2 separate regions of the Sus scrofa genome follow, and region 2 is linked to region 1. The links are chromatin contacts, called in public Hi-C maps. All regions are on one chromosome and are shown on one strand. The core of a region is the stretch at or near the end of the contact, and the rest is flanking DNA. Distances in the headings are between cores, read along the strand shown.

Region 1 (2,860 bases), core at 134-2,633:
GATCTACACCACAGCTCGTGGCAACACCGGATCCTTAACCCAATGAGCAAGGTCAGGGATTGAACACGCATCCTCATGGATCCTAGCTGGGTTTGTTAACCACTGAGGCATGAAGGGAACTTCTAATTTTTCTTTTGTTTGTGTCGATACGAGGTGATGGATGTTCACCAAACTTGTAATTATTTCACGATATATGTAAGTCAAATTATTATGCTGTTTGGTTTCAATTTGTACAGTACTGTATGTCGATTACATTTCAATGAAACTAAGGAGAAAAAAAGATGTATTATATAAAATTCTTTGTATTACATATTAAAAAAAGAGTGGATCTGTTTGGATGATGGATCTCTGAATCATTTTCCAACTTTGTCATAGTTGTCAGAATTTTCTTTTATGAACATAAACTTTGTTAAAGTGGAAAAAATGTTTGAGAATTATATGAAACATATTTGTTTTAGCTGTAGCAATCAGTTAGCTAGCTAACAAACAGATCTCTAACTAGTCTGGAGGAAAACAGCAATGGCATGGGATCATTATGGATCCACCCAAGGCAAGCTTCTGCAGTTGCCAAAATAAACTGCTTATTCACAGGAGATGGGCAGTGCTTATTTTGGAATATTGCTCTTAATTGCTGACTTCTGCAACTCAAAAAATTTTACTGTCATTTCCCAACTTTGCTCTAACATATTTTCATCTTGAAACTTGGCACAAATGTAATTTTCTTTTCATAATTGAAATGATTCAATTCAGCTACATTTATTTATTGGACAGCTGAAGGTTACACAACTCTAAATCTTTTTTTTTTTTTTTTTCTTTTTGGAAGCAATGTAGAAGGGAATTAAAAACCATGGTCCCTGTGTATTTAGGAACTCACTTGGAAAGACTATTGTGAAATTCTTTGATAACTCTTTCAAAATTAGGATTTAAGTGTGCTAAATAATTTTATTCTGATTGAATATACTTATAACTATAAATATACATATACATACATGTTATTTATATTCATATGTATAAATATAAATTATACATATTCCCCAAACCCATGGTATATCTCATCCACTTGATATAAAAACAGGAATAAACTCTAGCCTTAAAGATCAAGATCCATTGGAGAAATAGTATGAAAGTAAGATGATTTCACAGTAACAAATGTTGAAGCACATCGAAGGTCTGGAGAAAGATGAAAAAGGACAAAGGGGAGCAGAGAAAGCATTAGGTTTCCTTAGTTGTTGGCATGAGCTCTTATAGGAGAGCTTACAATGGAAAATTCATGCCTGACCTTTGACTCCGTTTTTTTTTTTTTTGGCTGCCTTGAAATATGGAGTTCTGGGGCCAGGGTCAGATCTGAGCCACAGTTGTGACCTTTGCCACCACTGCACTGTTGCAGGATCCTTTTAACCCTCTGTGCTGGGCTGGGGATATAACCTTAACCTGCCTCCTGGCCCTGCAGAGACACCAGCGATCCCATCGCACCACAGCAGGAACTCCATGTTTACTGTCTGTCATATGTTTACTTGCTATCTTATTTACTGAAGTGTCTTTTTAGATCTTTTGCTCCCCCCTCTTTTTTCCTTTCTAGGGCCACACCTGAGACATATGGAAATTCCCAGACTAGAGGTTGAATCAGAGCTGCAGCTGCCAGCCTACACCACAGATAGAGCAATGCCGGATTGGAGCTGCATCTGTGAACAATGCTGCAGCTCACTGCAACGCTGGATCCTTAACCCACTGAGCAAGGCCAGGGATTGAACTGGCATCCTCAGAGACACTATGTCGTGTTCTTAACCTGCTGAGCTGCAATGGGAACTCTGTGACCCTTGACTCTTGAAACTGCAAAACTGAATTTTCCCAGAAGAAATTTTTACTCTAGTGGTGGAAGATTAAAAACAGTCAAGGATTAGTAAAGACTCAACATTATACCAGATGATTTTTTTAAAAAAACCCTATAATTCTCTGACATTTTAATTTGTGTATTGATTGATAAAGATGTTCATTTTTATGTATAGTGTAGTGGAAAAATATTGCCTGCCATATGGGTAAACAAAGGATGTGACAGACATCAAGCCAGCAGCCACCCCCAACTCTGCATCCTGAGGGAATTCAGGATGGAAAAAAAACAGGAAACAACTCCTAGATAGTCAAGGTGCATATCAAAGGAATGATTTCATTGAGCGAGGACTCTTACATTTCCCATATGTAAAAAAGCGCTAAATTCCTTAACTTGAGATATCTGGTTTCTTTTAATGGTAAACTTTCTATGTTCTGGATACCTGGCTTTTGTTGCAAAACTCCTATATATCTTGGCTGCTCCCTTATTTGTCTGGAGAAGGCCCTCAGAGCTATCTGAGAAGCTGTCTTCTGGCCTGAAGTCCTGAGTTTTTTTTGGCCAAATAAAACATAATTCTCAACGTTTAGGTTGTGCTTTTTTTTTTTTTTTTCAGTCGACAATAGCTTTGTTAATAATTCTTTGCATTTTTAAAAAACAGAAACCAAGATATTAAAATTAATGATTTTTATTTTTTTAGTTGCAAGAAAAAGATACCCGCTCACACTAGCATAGTTATTAGCAAGGAAGATTTATTTAGTGTTAGAGATATTTCACAGAATCCTGTGCACCTGGGTCTCACACAAACTAGAAAGCTGTTCAGAACTGAGGTAATCTCAGCTTCTTTTTGTTTGTTTTTTCTCCAGGGCCACAACCGCAGCATATGGAGGTTCCCAGGCTAGGGGTCTAATCAGAGCTGTTGCTGCTGGCCTACTCCAGAGCCACAGCAATGCCAGATCTAAGCCGCGTCTGCAACCTACACCACAGCTCACGGCAACGCCGGATCCTTAACCCACTGAGTAAGGCCAGGGATCA
Region 2 (2,700 bases), core at 114-2,613, 61 kb before region 1:
ATTAAGTAACTTGAAATCCTGCACAACACTTTTTCCTGGCACAGAGGTAGAGCTATCTATGTTAAACGCCCAACTTTTAGTAAATGAAGATATTTCTGTCACAACGGCCTAATTACTCACTCTGATGCACTAAAGTTCTAACTTTATAACTAACTTTTAAAAGCACGATGAAATCAATTCACGGTTAGGATTCTAGGTTTCACTCCGAAAGGCTTTAAAAATAACCACAAAGAATTAAGAGAACTAGATTATAAACCTAGTCAACTTCTCCAAAGCGTAAGCTGTTTTGTCATTTAAAAAAATAAAGGGAGAAGGTAAGAGCTGGGGAAGAATAACCACTCCTAAATTTCGCTCTTTTTTGAATATACAATTTATTTTAATTTAGAGTTATAAGGTCCTTTTGTCAGCACCTACTAATCTCAGCACACCTTGTAGGAGAATGGAGAGTGGAAGGAAAAAACTCCTTTGCTCGTCCGTCCTCCACGCATCAAGTACCTAAACACACACCTGCCTGGTTCATTCCGCCAGAGGCAGGGAAATTTAAAAGACCCAGTCAGCCACAGACAAACCTGATGATCCAAGAGAGCCCCGAGGAAGTCCCCCGGCACCTGCGGAAGGCGCCGGCTCGCTGGGCGCTGGGGCGGTGAGGCTGCCCGGCGGCTTTCACGGAAGGTGCCCACACCTGAGTGCCCGCCGGTCCGCGGGGGCGGGGCGGGACCCGCGGGGCAGGACCGCTAAATGGTCCAGCCGCGCGATCCTCCAGCGCAGTCGGCGCCTCACCGTCGCCACCCGACGGCAGGCAGCGCGCGAGGAAACGAGGCGAGCGAGAGGGCAAAAAGGAAGAATCCACGACCCAGAGGAGGCTACTTGTCAACAAAATAGCGGCCCGGAGGGCAGGCGGCCCCAATGGCAGTTCGCAGAGGCGCGGGGAGCAGGAAGTGCCCCGTGCCTCCCTCCGGAGCCCGCACTTGCCCAGCCCCGGCGGCGACTCCGAGACACCTGTTTGGTGGCGCTGGGGGCTGGGTTCACCCTCCACGCTCCCCCCACACGCACACTCCGAGAGGGGGAGGGCGAGGGGAACAGAGACCTTGGACCCGCAGCCTAAGGGCGCCTCCGCCAGCCGTACCTGACATCAGCCTCCTCTCCCTCTCGCCCCTCCTGGGGGGCAGAGAGGGGGACGCCACGAGACCGGCGACCTTCGCTCTTCTCGGCAGCCGCAGAAGTGGCTCGTGGCTGCTAGCTGGGGCCGCCCGCTGCCGCCCAGATTATTCCCCGGCGGCGGCGGCGGCAGCGGCGGCGGCCGAGGCGGGCCCAGCGCTCGCTCCCGCCCGCTCGCTCCGCCCCTCCCCGCAGCGCGTCCAGGCCGCGGCCCGCCGACGGCGCAGCCGCCACCCAGGGGTCTCCGAGCTCTGACGTCGCCGCTGCCGCACCAGCCCCAGGGAAGGGCGGAGCGAGGGGGCAGGGAGAGGCGGGGCTACGGCGACGTGCTGGCGTGGGGATAGGCCACCGAGCGCACGCCCCGCCCTGTGCGAAGGGGTCTGGGAAGTCGGGTTTTCTGCGAGCAATAGTCGCAGCCCTCTATCCGCTCCTTACGGGTGGCCTCAGCCTTCCTCGTTCTGCTATAGGGTCTTGCAGTGGCTTCCGGACCTTTGAAAGAATTAAAGCAGCAGGAACTGAGGCTGCGGATACCTGAGGGACCTTTGTCTGAGGGGCAGGCTCTTACCCTGCAGGAGTCTTAGGGCCTCTAGCCTGCTCTTAACCCTTTCTTTTTACTGCTTTTATCCCTTCTCCCGACTGTCCTTAGTCTGTATCTCTGGCCTTATTAAAAGGAAGTACAACAAGATGAGGTATACAAACGGGTGTTGGATAACCAGGTATGTGAACTAGGAAGGGCTGAAAACCAACTTAGTGATACTACGAAGCCTGCATACATACACACGTGGTCTTTAGTTCCGTCATTACTTCAGTGCTATCAGGCAGTGGCTGGAATTCTTGGGAGCTTTACCAGCAACCCCCGCTCCCCACCCCCCGTCACTTTTTAGTTTGTAAAGGGATTTTGTATCGGAAAACTGTTTTGGGTTTAGAGGGAGGAGCCCTGGAGCGATTGAGGCTGCCCCACAGCAATCAGCAGGTGGGGGTAATGTCTGGGTTTAATTGGTGTTAATCATCATCTACAAGGCCTGGCTTGAGGGTGAGAAAGCAAACTTGCTTCCTTTAATGCCCTTCTCAGTAGTTCTTTACTGCCTAGGGGCTGTGGCCTCAATCTTGAACCCTCCACCTATTAGCTCGGTAAACTTGGCAAGTTACTTAATGTGCTTGGGAGAAATAATAACAACATTTAGTAAGGTATGGTTGTTTTCCCCTCCTTTAATTTGTTCAGATTCAGCTTTAGTGCAGTTTACCGGGATGTGCCACTATAAGATCCCAAAGAATCTTCCAAAAGAATTTTAAAACATCTAGTGATTCTTACCCATACCTCTCATTTTTCAGATGAGAAAGCTGAGGTCAGAAAAATAAACTGAAAAGCCTGATCTAGAAGAGAAGTGCAAGTATCTGACGTCCAGGTTAGTGCTGTTTCTCTGGCTCATGCCTCCAGACTTCTCTCTTATATCCTTACCTCCACCCTCTTTTCTCTTCCTCAACTTGTAATTATCGCCCAGCCTCCCATATTCCCTTCTACAGCCACTATGTAGCAGGAAA

What was found. A called contact is a pair of places that touch in the nucleus more often than the background predicts.
Region 2: a contact with region 1 is called in a Hi-C map of liver, with 5 times the contacts expected there. The contact joins the promoter of C1GALT1 here to the enhancer-like site in region 1. A contact is called at or near these places in 1 of 5 promoter capture datasets (liver) and 5 of 47 Hi-C or Micro-C datasets (heart right ventricle, liver and skeletal muscle).

What each region holds. Positions count from the first base shown.
Region 1 is chr9:77,446,999-77,449,858 of Sscrofa11.1, reverse strand. All of the region lies in intron 3 of LOC102161092 (a long non-coding RNA gene), which reads left to right. Among named protein-coding and RNA genes, the nearest start is that of C1GALT1, 61 kb to the left of the region's middle. Within about 2 kb of position 1,383, at least 6 of the 83 cell types and tissues checked have an H3K27ac peak or open chromatin away from gene starts, as enhancers often do. A contact at or near this core is called in liver, where this site is marked.
Region 2 is chr9:77,508,005-77,510,704 of Sscrofa11.1, reverse strand. It overlaps C1GALT1 (glycoprotein-N-acetylgalactosamine 3-beta-galactosyltransferase 1), which reads right to left and starts at 1,363. Exons shown (of 5, transcript XM_021063389.1): 1 at 1,127-1,363. It overlaps LOC102161092 (a long non-coding RNA gene), which reads left to right and starts at 1,461. Exons shown (of 6, transcript XR_002335827.1): 1 at 1,461-1,874; 2 at 2,491-2,564.